5 separate regions of the Mus musculus genome follow, and all the other regions are linked to region 1. A link is a contact called in public ChIA-PET, Hi-C, HiChIP or PLAC-seq and promoter capture Hi-C data. All regions are on one chromosome and are shown on one strand. The core of a region is the stretch at or near the end of the contact, and the rest is flanking DNA. Distances in the headings are between cores, read along the strand shown.

Region 1 (2,864 bases), core at 186-2,685:
AAAATCATCATGTCTTTTGTAGTATAACCTTTAATTTCCAGTTATCTCTCTTTAGCCTCCAAATACCAGGTTAACTAAAAATGCAGTGGTCTTTTCCTTGCAAGTAGTATAAAAGCAGTTTCCCAATTGAGTATAATAATTTCAAAAATAAAAAGTTTTGAGTTTCAGTGATGATACAAATTATGCTTAGGAAAAATAATCAGGAAACTTTAAAAATCAATTCATTCATCTTTTCTAGTAGTTTCTCTAACTTAAAAAATACACTTTTTAGGCAGGGTGGTCTATGACTGTAACACTAGCATTTGGCAGGTGTTGAAAGGAGTTCAAGACCAGCCTGGACTACACAGTAAGTTCAAGGTCAGTCTGTATTACCCAAGACCCTGTCAATAAATGTAATTAAAATTACTCTTGACAGGCAGTGGTGGCTCAATAGGAGATTGTAATCCTATCAATAGGAGATTTCCAGTCCAGTATAGGCTACACAAATGAGTTGCAGAGCAGCCTGGTTGAGAGAGACTGTCTTTTTAAAAAATCACAACTTCTCTTCTCTTATGGGGGGGGGGGCGCATTAAGAAACCAAAAGCACTCTTTTGGTCACAGCTGGCCTGATCTTGGAATCAAAACCCAAACCCTACAAAGGAAAAGAAAGGTGACAGGCCATTAGCAGAGACAAAGGAATCTCCAACTGCGGAGAAAAGCCAGGTTCCGAGAAAGAGCCCCCACCTCGGCCACATGTTCCCATGTCCTCAATCTAAAGTCAGAGCCACCCGAGCATGTGCAGCAGGGTGAAGCGACTCATTATTATTATCATTATTATTATTATTATTATTTTGCATATTTTCTGGTGTTTTATACTCCAGAGTACTGGGTTTAAAAGCATGCACCACTACTGCCCAGCCGACTTTAAGTCTTTATTATTGTCTCTGCTTTTCTGAGATAGGTTCTTGTTATACACGTCAGACTGGCCTGAAACTCTTGATCCTTCTGCTTCTACCCAGGTTTCAATCTTTAGTCAGTTTCCATAAATGCCTTTACTGTTTCAGGAGTGCGCTAAAATAATAGCCATCAATACTGAAACAGTATAGAATTTTGCTTTTCTCAACTCCTCGGACCCAGAAGGTTCAGCTTCTAGCTATATAAACTCAGGCAACTAGAATTACAGCTTCAGAAGACGCTAAAGCGACTATCTTCCTGCCCTTCTGTATTTGGAGACCTATCCAAGACTGTCCTTGACTCTCCTTCCTCACCCACTTGAGTGCTATAGTCACAAGGATGTGCGACTGAGCTAGCTAAACACCTACACTTCTTAATGGGCTTTGAAATTTAGCCACAAACGCCCACAGCCTGTGAATGGGCGGAGACTCATCCTCGGAAAAACTCGGCAGTGGGCGGGGTCTTCTCTCGAAGAGCTTCCGGAATCTTTCGGGCAGAGGCGGAGTCTTCTGCCGAGGGCCGTTCGGGAAGAGGCGGAGCCTATCTCTCATCAGGACCAGTCTGACTGCACCTGCATCCTTAGCTCAGAGCATCCCTGGAGCATCTAAGAGGAAAGCGCAGCTAGCAACCAGGGATCGTACTGCAGGGGCAATCGGCCATGCACCTTCCCCTCCCCTGATCTGGAGGTCTACAGCCGCGGCCTCGGTACTGACCGAGATTCCCAAAGTTGTCTGACCTCTGCAAAAGTGTTTCTATCAACAGCCTCTGATTACAACATGGCTGAGATCACAAATATACGCCCCAGCTTTGGTAAGTAGAGCCTGACAAACTAATTTGGGGGCGATCAGTGCCGTTGCAATGCCAGATAGCTGAGGAATGGGCGGGGAGTGAAGTCCAAATGGGACCCTCTCATTGCCAGCCCAGCCAGAATAGGGCCTGAGGTCATGAGTAGAAGGCTGTGGAGAACCTCTGAATTTCAGCTGTGGGATGCAGGCTCTGGCAAGGGCAGAGTGCCACCGAGGATAGGTAGGTCCAGGATGCTAAAACCTTGATGGTAAACCCTTGATGGTGCACTGTCAGCACGTCTGGAGGTGAGAAATGGCAAGCTTGCGGAGGATGTGAACAACCCCCCCCCACCCCTCTTTCTGGAGGAAGAGAGGTGAGGTAGGCCGAGCCCTCCCCCTAGGGGCACGCAGGGCGGTGCCCCTTCCTCCCCCTCCTACTTCTGAGGGCTGCAGAAGAGGAAAGTGGCAAGGGGGATGGGACATCAAGATGGCAGCGTGGAGACTATGGGCTGTATGGCTGGAAGCCAAGGGAGGCGGAGGCCTCCAGGGAAAGCAGGGTGCGGGGGTGGGGAGCACAAATGAAGCCACTCCTTAAGCCGGTCAGAGGGTTGCTAGGGCTGGGGTAAAATGCTAGCCCTGCATGCTTCATTCTGCACCGTAATGGTGTAGTCCTTCGCGGTGTTACCAAATGGCGCTTGGCGCCGCCGGGCGGAGAGATGACGTGATGTCTATTTCTGAACCTCCTGGCAGTGCCTAGGCGCCCCTTCCGGGGCCTTTGTTCCCTGTTTTCCCGGTCTGGCTTTTCAAATAGGGGTACTCACCCGCGCTGGTGCTGGCCAGGGAGGCAATCCTGGCCTGGGGGAGGGGCTGGAGAGGCCCAGCCCGGGGGAGGCTGCTTTGTGTACCACAGAAAGCATTACGTCATCTCGGAGTGGCTGGTCTGCGACCTAGCCCTCTGGGTTCTCAGAGCACTTTTACACTCCCTGGGGCAGAAAGTGCTGTGGTAAATAGGTGGGAAAGAAAGCAAGAGAGGCTTGGCCAAGTCGTTTCCTCTTGGGGAACTCCTCCATAACGATCCAGGAGCGCAAACTTCTCATGCTGTGCTCCACACCACATAAATAAGTAAAATAAAATTGTCCTTCGATT
Region 2 (2,864 bases), core at 271-2,770, 460 kb before region 1:
TGGAGAAGAGGTGCCACCGTGGGCTACTGGAGAGCTGGCGGAGTCTTCTGAAAGGCTAGTGGCTGGGGAAGAGGTGTCATCATGGGCTACTGGAGAGCTGGTGGAGTCCACTGGAGCTGTGGTGGCTGGGGAGGAGGTGCCACTGAGGACTGCAGTACTGGTAGAGTCTTCGGGAGCTCTGGTGGCTGGAGAAGAGGTGCTACTATGGTCTGGAGAGCTGGTGGAGTCCCCTGGAGGGCTGGTGGCTGGGGACGAGGTACCACCGTGGACTACTGGAGAGCTGGTGGAATCCACTGGAGCTGTGGTGGCCGGAGCTGAAGAGGTGCCACTGTGGACTACTGGAGAGCTGTTGGAGTCTTTTGAAAGGCTAGTGGCTGGGGAAGAGGTGTCACCATGGGCTACTGGAGAGCTGGCGGAGTTCACTGGAGCTGTGGTGGCTGGGGAGGAGGTGCCACTGAGGACTGCAGTACTGGTAGAGTCTTCAGGAGCTCTGGTGGCTGGAGAAGAGGTGCTACTCTGGACTGGAGAGCTGGTGGAGTCCCCTGGAGGTCTGGTGGCTGGGTCTGAGTTGCTGCTGTGGACTGGAGTGGTAGTCGATGCTAAGGAACTGCTGGTGTCCTGAGATGAGGTGACACTGTTTTCCTCACTTGGAAGGGCAAGAAAACCTGAACCAGAGTGGAAGATTAGGGGTAAACTGTTTTTATGCTCACAGCAGCGCAGCACTAATCAACAGAGTTGGACACTGGGTCGCTTTGGATAACATGTGTGATGTTTTAGTTCCGGCTAGAGCCAAAGTTGAAGAAAAAAAAAACAAAACAACAACAACAACAAAAAAAAAACCTACTGGGTTGATGAATAAAAATCAGAGCAAGAAGAAAAATATAAACTCTGAAAACAAAGTAACCGGGGAAGGAAGGGGGATCATGTTAGCATCAGGTAGCCCCTGGTTTGCCTTCATCCTGACAGCCTCCCTCCCTAAGCAGAGGTCTCACCTCTGCTTCTGGCTCATTTATTCCTCTACTTGAGACAAGTATTCATACTGTAGCCTAAGCTGGCCTTGAACTCTCTGTGAACCTGAGCGTCCAGGGTGTGGGAACTATAGACTGGAACCACTGCACACGGCCCCATTCTTCCACTCCGGAGCTACTTCTCCTGACACAGCCTCTCTTCTCTACTCCCCACAAAGAGTATTATTTGCCTACTATAGTGCCCACTCTCCTGAGGGGTCACCTCTTCTCAGCCTCCTTCCTTAGCCTCTTTTCCCCCCTGGCACATACTGGGCCATACCTGTATGGATGGCCATTTATGACTCTCATAATCTACCAGTAAGCAAACTCCACAGAAAGACTGGGAGTCCCACCTGAACAGCGCAGCCCCTCCCCACCTTGCGCCTCTCACCTTTTAGACTTGCTAGAAGTAGCAGCAGGAAGAAAGGAGCCCGAATGCCCGGGGTCATGGTGGTGGTGAACAGGCGGGAAGGGGCTAGAAAACAAACTCAAGGCTGGCGCTCCGTGTGTGAGGTGGAACAGGGCTGGTGCCTGCTGCTTTATACCAGTCCCCCTCCCGCCCTAGGCACAGTCAGAGCAGGTGACAGGTAACAAAACTCCGCCCCCTCCCCTATTCTTTTCCTCCTCCTCCCCCCCAGTCATTCCTGTGTAGGGTACTTGGGCTCCAATCACTCAACCTTATGACAACCTGTTTTTTCTCCATCTGGCCTCCCACTTTTACCAACCGCTCCTTGACTACCCCAGGTGTGTATGTGGAGGAAACCTGGGGCCCCCTGGCTCTGGTTTTAGTCCCAGAGTGACCGCCAAGAAGAGGAAAGGAAACACAGAAAGGCCCTGGACAGCAAGACATGGGAAGTCCATCCCTAGGTCCCCCGATCCCTTTTCCTATTCTCTCTGCGGGTCCTTGAACACCACTTCTCACAAGTTGAGAGGACATAAGGGGGCTGGATAATAGTGGACAGGTCGCTAGTTTTAGTCTCCCTCCCCGAACCCCCCCCCCCCCCGCCACTTCCCGGAACAGCCCCGCCCTTCTAGCCGTTCCCGGTACTCTGAAAACCACAATCCCCGCCCCTGCCAGACTTTCCAGTAGCCTGGGTCTCTCTTTGGCTTTCTCCCGAGAAAGGCGGTGGGGGAAATTTCCACTTAAAAAGGACTAAACTTGGGCTCCACTGAAGCCTAAGGTCCTTCCTACCCAACCCTCCACCTTGAGTGGCAGGTTGACCGGCCCTTCTATCCGGAAACGCCTGCCCTCTAGTGGTCACCGCGAGCGTCGCGCGGCGTACTCGCACCAGCCGATAGTTTGGCAGCACAGCCCAAGTTGAGACAGATTAACTTAAGGAAGTTAATTGTGCCTTGGCGAAAAGAATCAATGCCTCGGACAGATAGGAAAGAATGCACACTGTAGGGGAGAAGCAAGGGTCATTAATTGGGCTACTAGACTTCTGGGGATGGTGTTTGCGGGTAGGGTAAAAGTGGTTGGAGCCCCAAGGTATCTGGAAGGGGGGGCATCAAGTTGTGTGATGACATTGAATGGTGGGGGGTGGGGTGTAGGACGGGTTATGTCTAGGTAGCTAGATATTGAGGAGGAAGAGATTAAGTAGGTGGGCCGATCGTGGAACATGAGAACGTTGAGATGTATCTGGGAAAGGAATATTTGGGGCGAACAAGCACTCGAAACAAGGCAAACCCGTGTGTTTGTGTGTGTGTTTAGGGAGAAACGAAAGGTGTTCTGAAGGGCAGAAACAGTTGAATTTGGGGAGGGCTTTGGGTTCACAGTAGCGCGGACTGAGGATGCCAGGCCGGATCCCGCAAGCGGAGGTTGCGGAGTAAACCAGCAGGAGCAGTTACAACTGTAGT
Region 3 (2,864 bases), core at 223-2,722, 430 kb before region 1:
GAGTAGCAGCTTCTGAGTAGGTGGGGACAAAGCAAGGATGTTGAGCGCAGTGGCGTCTGTCATGGCGCCTCCAAATCCTTTCACTTTCTGGAACTTCTTTTCTGGCTGCAAAGTGAGTAGTAACCCTGGGAAAAGAAGAGGAAAAGTCAGAGTCCAGAAGAGGACATGCTGATCACTGGTGTGACTTTGGGTCCAGGCTTAGAGGGACAGATAAAGTGGCTACCTGTGCCAGTGCGATTGGCCTGGATGGCCCCGACACTCAGCTCCATCCGACGTCCACGTCGAGTGCTCTCGTAACGGCTGAAGGTACCCAGAGCCGGTAAGGTCACGGGGTCAAGAGAGTCACAGTACGATGCATTACAGACACAGACCACTGAGCTGTAGCCAAAGCTTTTGGGGATGCAGGGTTGGGCACCTAGGAGGCAGGGCACAAGCAGAGGCAGGCATCAAAGCGGGTTTATGAGGGAGTGGGCATGCTAGGTACGAGACAGAACAACAATTAAAAAAAAAAAAATCCGGGCTGGTGAGATGGCTCAGTGGGTAAGAGCACCCGACTGCTCTTCCAAAGGTCTGGAGTTCAAATCCCAGTAACCACATGGTGGCTCACAACCATCTGTAACGAGATCTGACGCCCTCTTCTGGTGTGTCTGAAGACAGCTACAGTGTACTTACATATAATAAATAAATAAATATTTTTTTAAAAAAATCCTTCCACCATACTCCCAGCCCAAAGATGTCTCAGGCATTCTAAAAGAGTTACAGAGTCCCTACTGAAATTTCAGCACCATAATGGAAGGCTACCAGAGGACTTTGGGGGCAGGGGACACCTTCATGCCTCCATCTCCATCCTAGACTCACCATATGCCCAAGATACCGCCTGAAATAGGAAGAATCCGATGAGCCTGGCAGCCATGACACCAGCACACTTCTGAGAAGAAAATGTAGAGGAAAGATAATAGTGTAAGACTCTCTCTACCCTGCAACCACCCTCCTGGCCAGAGTTTAGCTGCCTGTGGATGCTCACAGCATAGGCTCCCACCTTTATTAGTGATTAGACAGTGCCCGTAGACCCTGGAGGCGTCCTGCATTCATTCACTCTGCTAGGGAGTTTGCTGCCCACTCCAAAGAAGACTCTCTTCACTCTTTTCCCCCATCGATTTCAACCTTCAGCCCTCCCTCCATCTGTGCCCTCAAAGAGCCATGATGCCCTGAATTTAAAAAAAAAAAAATTGAACTCACCGAATTCCATAATCTAGATAGGCAGAATTCCCGAAGCAAGATTGACAAGGCAAATTGTAGCCCTGCCCGCTTACCTCTCCAGAAGATCTTGGAAACTGGAGCTACTCAGGACCAGCGAATGAGAAGACTGTGGAAGTTTCTGTGCCTTGGAGGGATAGAAGACCTACCAAATAAAACACAGACAGATATCATAGCTCTTGGAACCGACTAGCACAGCAAGTTCCTTCCGGCTTAAAGGGGCGGACAGAGTCACATGATGACTAAGCCGGTCACGTGATGCAGGAAGTGAAGCAATCGAAGCCATATTTGTAATGGGCAGTTGGGCTCTTCTAGGTTAGTCATTCATTGCATACCCTGTGAATTTTGGGGAGGCCTAAAGGATGACACCTTTAGGAAGAGAATTCTAACAAGGATTGTATGGACAGCTGAGTAGAGGCTCCTAAATCCAAGACAGAGAGGACTTCTAGCCTGTGAGGGCCACTGTATTCACATGCACATACCGACACACAGATATACATAATTTAAAAATAAAATTTAAAAATAAAAACAAGGGGCTGGAGAGATAGCTCAGCGGTTAAGAGCACTGACTGCTCTTCCAGAGGTCCTGAGTTCAATTCCCAGCAACCACATGGTGGCTCACAACCATCTGTAATGGGATCTGACGCCTTCTTCTGGTGTCTGAAGACAGCTACAGGGTACTCGTCATATATATAAAAAATAAATAAATAAATATTTTAAAGAAAATATTTATTTATTTATTATATGTAAGCTGTCTTCAGACACTCCAGACCTCTGGAAGAGCAGTCACTGCTCTTAACCACTGAGCCATCTCTCCAACCCCAAATAAAATCTTTTAAAAAAATAAAAATAAATAAAAACAAAATTTAGAAACCCCACATACAGCCTGGAATTGGTGGCACATGCCTTTAAATCCAGCACTTGGGAGGAAAAGGCAGGCGGATCCCTGTGAGTTCAAGGCCAGCCTGGTCTATGGGGCAATTTCCAGGACAGCCAGTCCTGTTACACAGGGAAACCCTATCTCGAAAAACAACAACAAACCCCACATACACACAATCTTTATCCTAAAAAGACTAGTGAGACACATGAGTCAGACACTTACACGGAGTTACAGGCGAAGACAGACAGAAATGTTGAGAGGTATACTTGCAAGACTCCTTGAGAGGAAAGGGGACCCTTCCCAGAAGAACAGGCGGGGGGGGGGGGGGGGGGGAGTCACAGTAAGTGCAGGGAGTTGCTGTCGGGCTCTGGAGATCAGGACCAAGGGAGGGAGTGGTCCCCACTGGCCGTTTCTGGATTCTCTTGCTTTATCATCAGATGCTGGCTGGAAAGCTCTTCATCCTTCCTCCCAGGAAACTGGAAAATGCTGTCTGTCTTTGGTGGACACAAGAAGAGGGCTGTCGTCCGGGTTTCCTTGTGAGCCACAATAAAGTTGATTAATTGGCAGTGACACATGCAGCGTGATCTGACTAAGTCCAGGTCTCTGAGCCTGTTTCCACACTTGCCCAACATAGACACCAGCATAGTCTCACAGAACCATTACTAGCGTTAGCAAGAGAAGTCAAGGGAAGTCTGAGCCTGTTTCCACACTTGCCCAACATAGACAC
Region 4 (2,864 bases), core at 271-2,770, 330 kb before region 1:
CAGTAGTCACAGCCCTTCCCACGTCGGCCTGCCTATCAGGGAGTCTACTGCCTTTTCCCTCAGTATGAGATAACCATCTTAATTTATTCTTTTCCATTTGCAAAGCCAGTGGTTGACAGCTCTTCTCTTCTTGCACAGACTTGGCATCCTGGCAGTTAATTGGGTATTACCATGAGTTTGTTTCATGACTATTTTTGTTACCCTGGCTTGTCTGTTTCTTATGTTGTTACTGTCCAAAGGAGCTCTAAAGAAAACTCCATTTCCTCAAATTCTGACCAAAACTAGCATTCGTTAGGAACTTGTGAAACCGGTTCCCCTTTACCAAAGGGGTTACCCTTACATGGGCAGCAGAAGGGACAAAAATTATGCCGGCCTCCAGGCTCCCCCAGTATATCCAGGCTCTCACAGTATATCACATGTTCCTGGCTCTTCTCAGCTCCCCCATTATCCTAAACGTCTCTATCTCAGGAGCTTCTCTTCCCTCACTTCACATTCTTATAACCTCGGCTATGCTGTTTTGGCCCTCCCTTAAGCTCCCTACCTTCTCTTATGCATGGTCTAGTCCCCTCTGCGAGCCATGTTCAATCTACTATTTTCTCACTCTGTGAGTTGAAGTTTAGCCAGGTCTACAGTGAGAGTTCCAGGACAGCCAGGGCTACATGGAGAAACCTTGCAGAATAAACCAATGTGTAAAGTTTATCTTGTCTAGACCCTTCAACCTTTTAGTCCGGAGTGGTAGTGGTCTCTTTCTTTGGGACAATGAAACTTATTTCTAATACTTCAAGGACAAGTCCATTAATGTCTGAGGTGGTTTGTAGTTTCAGGTCTCTTTTCTGATCGCGATGGGGTTTGGGGTGGAGTAAAAAGGAGTCAACGTGGTGGGCTGGCAAACTGTGAGGCCGAAAGTTCTAACATCTGCTTTGAGTTTTTACCTTTTTGCTTCAAGGGCGCCAAAGTACCTGGGGGAAAGGTGTTGTTTTCTCTCATATAGTCATATAGTCTTCCAAGTAGCCTAAAACTCATTACACGACCCATATTGGTTTTAACTCTTTTTTTTTTTTTTCCCTCCAGCCCCACCCCATGGCTTTAACTCTTGATCTTATTGCCTCACCCCTTCTAAGGGCTGGAAAAATGAGCGACTTCACCTAACTAGAATCAAAGATGTAAGAAGTGATTTGCTAGAGTTGGAAATAGGAAGCTGCAAGGCTGGTTATTCCGGGATCTTAGAAACACTGTCAACCAGAAGCACTGGAAGAACTATAGCTAGGAATTAGATAGCCAATTTCCCAGGCTTTCGGTATGGGTGTACCGACACCGCCGACCGCCTAGTGGGCTGATGGTCCGCGCGCCACCCTTTCATTGGCCAGCCGTCACAAGGCCCATGCTCACACGAGGTAATTTAGCCAATCAGCGAACTAGGCCACACCCACCCTGAGACACAAGTCTGAGTTTCTTGCCGCCTAGTCCGTGGCATGCCGGGAGTCGTAGTTTTATATTTATGTTCTGCCTCCTGAGCCTGGAGACTGGGAACTACAACTCCCAGAGTGCTGAGCGGATGCACGCTCAGCTTTTAGGTGTAAGCCGCAAACATCTTGGACCCCGGGAGAATCCGCGTTGAAGAACAGGTGAGAGCTATTGTTGGGGCTGGAGCTGAGGTTTACCCGTGTCTCGGATCGGGTGAAGCTCCGAGGCACTAAAGGACCAGTCCGTGTTGGAGTTACGGGGCTTGGGGTCGGTGGGCCAGAATGAACGGTTTGCTTGTGCCTTCGTGAATTTCTAAACGCTGGCGTCTTCCTCAAGTCTTCCGTACGCCAGGCCTTTAGTTTACTCTTGTGAGTCCTCCCACGCCCACCTGTTGCTCGGAGGCCGGCTGCGGTTAGCACCAGTGCCGGGACAGATGACAAGCGCACAGCACCTTCGGCTCCAGTCCCCTCATTGGGACTATCTAAGAGCTTCCCTCTCTTTCCCCTACATCCGGACTCCTGGGTTCCAGCTTTGGCTCTTCGTCAGCTCAGCTCTCTTACATTCACTGAACCTCAGTTCGGTGTCTCCATTAACATTGTGACTTAAGGACCTTGCATCCCGTAATTCCCGTAATACAATGTTCCGAATTGTAGTGAACGCAACCTTGGAAGTAGAAAGTGTTCAGTTTTAGCCATTTTCGGTTTAAGTGAAGATCTATTGGATCTCAGTCACTCCGACAAACTTTTCATTTCCTGTGTGTTTTTTATGTAATTCTTGAGTTTAGAAGCGGGGTGGGGCGTTCTAATGCAGGAGGTAACAAGCTTGGCTTGGGGGATACCTTAGGTAACTGCTACCAAGCATCTGCCTTCGGTGCTTGCTCCTGCAGGGAGTGCTTGGTGCCCCCACCCCCATGCACACCCAGGATGCCCCTGTCCTGCTGGCTGAGATCTCTGGGGGTCTTCCTGCTGCCAGCCCCCTGCTGGGCACCCCGGGAGAGGTGGCTTGGTTTCCTACAACGACCCTCCCTGGCATATGGGTGTCCAGTCCTGGGGGCCTGGCACAGTGCCCGCTGGTGGTGCCAAGTGTGGACAGAGGAGCCTCGGTGAGTGTGGTTGGGGTGTGGGGCTTCGGGGAGGGAAGCACCCGAGCCACCCTCTCATTTGTTTGTGTGTGTGTTTTTTTTTCCCTCAGAGCATTTAGCTCCTCTGTCAGAATGAATGGGAACCAGAAATTGGATGCTTATAACCAAGAAAAGCAGAATTTCATCCAGCACTTCTCCCAGATCGTCAAGGTGCTGACTGAGAAGGAGCTGGGACACCCAGAGATAGGGGATGCTATTGCCCGGCTCAAGGAGGTGAGGCATTCAGGACTGAAGAAGCTGGTAGAGGTGTGGATTCATG
Region 5 (2,864 bases), core at 110-2,609, 320 kb after region 1:
AGTTGGGAAGCCTGAAGCCCCAAGTGTGAGCTTCTCACATTGTCCGAGGGCCTGGGAGAGCACTTGGTCTCCTGAGGACGCCCAGGGACAGGAAGAGAGTAAAGAAGGATGGCATTGGAGCTGCTCCTCTGGTCACAGCTCCTCCCTGTGACCCAGATAGGCCAATCTGTCTCCAAAGAGAGGCCCTGAGGTGGTGGCTTCCCAAGCCTGATCTAGAGGTCAAGGAGACTCAGAAGTTTGTGTCAGCACAGGGAGATTGGCAAAGTCCTCACAGTGAACGGAGAGCTTGGGGGGGGGCGGGTCTTAGCAAGCTTTGACAGATGAAGCCATCAGGAGGGTCTGTGTGAGCCCAGCTCCTGGGCCACACTGGAGAACGGAAGCAGAGGGGAAAGCATGAAGGGAAGGCCAAGCAGGCTCTACCGAGGAATGCTTTCCGTCTAGGAGCTGTAACTGGAAGGGTGGAGGACAGCCTACAGTGGGGACCATCCTGGCAGTGAGGATGGTGTTTACAGTGAAGATAGGGTATGTCCTGGAGGTAGACCAGCTTGGGTCACTGTGCTCTTTAACCTGAAGTCAGCTGACCCGGGAGAGTGGGCAGCAGCCCAACCACTCTTTATTGGCCTAGGAGCCCTTGGTTACTCATTAACCCTGCGTTATGAGGTCTTCCTGGAACCTTTGGGGAGGAGGAACCAGCCACCATGCCAGCTGGGTGCTTCAGCTCCAAAGCGTATCCCAAGAAGCACGCGTTCAAATGGGGAATTTCTCCAATTTCCCACTGAGACGTCAAATTACTAGGGCTTCCTCAGCAAAGTCATAGGGAAAAACCAAAAAACTAATACAAATGTAGGATTTTTATTTATTTTTTATTTTTTTGATACGGGGTTTCTCTGTATAGCCCTGGATGACCTGGAGCACACTCTGTAGATCAGGCTGGCCTCGAACTCAGAGATCTGCCTGCCTCTGCCTCCCGAGTACTGGGATTAAAGGTATGCCTCGCCACCATGCCAGCTTTAAACGTGTTATCTTTCAAGAATGTGGTCCTACTGGGTGTGGGAGGTCGGGAGGTCTCAGTATGTGGCAGTGGGGGAACCCCACAATGGGGTCAGAGAGAGAAGGAATAGGAGAGAGACGGTGTCATACCGAGCTCTCTTGAGCAAGAGGAGTCTGCAGCTTGGGCTGGTTAGACTGGAAGTGGTGTGCGGGAGAAACAAGGGCATCACTGAACTGGCCGGGAAGGAACTCTTAATTTCTGGATAGACTAAGGAGGGAGGGAGGTGTGTCTCCTGCAAGGCCTTCAAGCCTCACCCCCACTCCCACACTCCACCAGTCTCCCCGCCCTGATCCACCAACTTCCGCCCAAGCCAGCCAGGATCTGTCACAACTCGAGGTAGAAATTCTGGTTTCCCTGGCCTGAAACCCACACTGGCTCTGGCAGGATGGGTGCCTGGAGGGCCGCGCGCCCGTTCCAGCCAGGCTGAGCCTGCTTGCCTTGCCTGGACCCCCTTCTTTGCCTCGGATGGCACCCTGATTCAGGGTTTGAACACAGGACTTCTCAGTGTGGCTGGCTCAAGGGTATGTGAGATGAGGCGGGGGCGGGGGAGGGGTGTGAACCTGCATTCAGTGGCCATGGGGGAGGCTGATTGCGGAGCTCTGGGGAGGCAGACAGGGGGGCTGGAGAAGTTGAGAGTCTGCCAAGGACTCCTGCCCAGGCCACTCCCAGGAAATACAGAGGGCAGCCCCACCACAGTGGTAGATAAACTGGCACGCCCCTATCCCTAAGAAGAAGGCTAGATGGGCCCGATTAAGCAAGAGTCAGAGCCCCTGGGGGCTGAGGAGAGGGTAGGCTGTCTGCCTGGGTTGGGGTGAGTAGCGGGCATAAGGTGTCACAGCACAGGCCAGCCTGGGGAAATCTACCTTTTGCATACAGGAACTAGTTCCCTAGAAGACCTTTGCCCAGGGCCAGAGATGATCAGAGCTCTGGAGCACGGGGCCAGGAGATGCTGAGGGGGCAAAGTGGAAAGGAATTTTTCTGTGAGTCAGGTGAGAAATGGCAAGGTAGTTTTTTTAATGGTTAGGTGACCAGAGGCACAGCGTGGGCCACAGCAGCACCCTATGCAGAGGGCAGCAGGAGGCACCTTCAAGGCTGGGGATGGATGGAAGTGAGACTCTGAGGGCCCTTCCAGAGAGGAACTTCTGCCCCCTGGGGCTCTCCTATTGGCCCTCAGGAAGGGTGTGGTAAGCATGGCTAACCCAGAAAGTGCCTGTTTCCTCAGAACCATCTGGTGACCATCTCAGGCTGACCATGGCCCTACCATCCCTGGGCCAGGACTCATGGAGTCTCCTGCGTGTTTTTTTCTTCCAACTCTTCCTGCTGCCATCACTGCCACCTGCTTCTGGGACTGGTGGTCAGGGGCCCATGCCCAGAGTCAAATACCATGCTGGTAAGTGTCTAGTACCTGGGAGGTATGGATGGCACCATAGAGATGAAGGGGCTGAGGAAGGAGAAGGGTGTGCCAGAGGGGACGAAATGGCACGAAGAAACAGAGATGCCAGGGAGCCTGGGAGGGGCTGGGAGAAGAAGAGGCCACCTGAGGCACAAGTTGATCTGTAAGGGAAGGAAGGGTCACTGTGACCCTTTTCTGCCAACTCAGTGGTTTTTCTTTCCCTCAAATGTCAGTCACTAAGCAAGGAGCCTTAAACTCCTGACTGCTTTTTCAGTACCAGGAGCTGGAAAGCTAAAGCTCGCTCTAGATTGTCTGAGGAGCTGGAGGGCCCAAGCCAACTGCAGAGGTCACACCGGGCCAGATCCTGTCCAGGAGACTGGGCATCAGAAGGGATCCTAGCAGCTCACCCAGCCTCGGTGG

What was found. A called contact is a pair of places that touch in the nucleus more often than the background predicts. ChIA-PET counts read pairs in DNA pulled down with a chosen protein or histone mark. HiChIP or PLAC-seq counts read pairs in DNA pulled down with a chosen protein or histone mark. Capture Hi-C pulls out chosen DNA fragments and counts their contacts.
Region 2: a contact with region 1 is called in an H3K4me3 HiChIP or PLAC-seq map of bone marrow-derived macrophages, with 5 times the contacts expected there. The contact joins the promoter of Muc1 here to the promoter of Syt11 in region 1. A contact is called at or near these places in 2 of 39 promoter capture datasets (both in liver) and 1 of 115 datasets of contacts at active chromatin or transcription factors (bone marrow-derived macrophages).
Region 3: a Hi-C map of B cells shows a contact between it and region 1, with 8 read pairs. The contact joins the promoter of Gba here to the promoter of Syt11 in region 1. A contact is called at or near these places in 1 of 39 promoter capture datasets (liver) and 1 of 484 Hi-C or Micro-C datasets (B cells).
Region 4: a promoter capture Hi-C map of adipose tissue shows a contact between it and region 1. The contact joins the promoter of Fdps here to the promoter of Syt11 in region 1. A contact is called at or near these places in 1 of 39 promoter capture datasets (liver) and 1 of 9 other capture datasets (adipose tissue).
Region 5: a contact with region 1 is called in an RNA polymerase II ChIA-PET map of memory CD8 T cells, with 12 read pairs. The contact joins the promoter of Sema4a here to the promoter of Syt11 in region 1. A contact is called at or near these places in 1 of 39 promoter capture datasets (pre-B cells) and 2 of 115 datasets of contacts at active chromatin or transcription factors (memory CD8 T cells and pancreatic cancer cells).

Annotation. Positions count from the first base shown.
Region 1 is chr3:88,771,170-88,774,033 of GRCm38.p6, reverse strand. It overlaps Syt11 (synaptotagmin XI), which reads left to right and starts at 1,435. Exons shown (of 4, transcript NM_018804.3): 1 at 1,435-1,743. The coding sequence starts at 1,710.
Region 2 is chr3:89,227,712-89,230,575 of GRCm38.p6, reverse strand. Muc1 (mucin 1, transmembrane) reads right to left here and starts at 1,520. Exons shown (of 7, transcript NM_013605.2): 1 at 1,399-1,520; 2 at 1-665. The coding sequence starts at 1,456.
Region 3 is chr3:89,201,536-89,204,399 of GRCm38.p6, reverse strand. It overlaps Gba (glucosidase, beta, acid), which reads right to left and starts at 1,472. Exons shown (of 11, transcript NM_001077411.3): 1 at 1,314-1,472; 2 at 859-928; 3 at 224-415; 4 at 1-125. The coding sequence starts at 913.
Region 4 is chr3:89,100,623-89,103,486 of GRCm38.p6, reverse strand. It overlaps Fdps (farnesyl diphosphate synthetase), which reads left to right and starts at 1,520. Exons shown (of 10, transcript NM_134469.4): 1 at 1,520-1,625; 2 at 2,656-2,818. The coding sequence starts at 2,678.
Region 5 is chr3:88,454,256-88,457,119 of GRCm38.p6, reverse strand. It overlaps Sema4a (sema domain, immunoglobulin domain (Ig), transmembrane domain (TM) and short cytoplasmic domain, (semaphorin) 4A), which reads left to right and starts at 1,359. Exons shown (of 15, transcript NM_013658.3): 1 at 1,359-1,572; 2 at 2,274-2,441. The coding sequence starts at 2,303.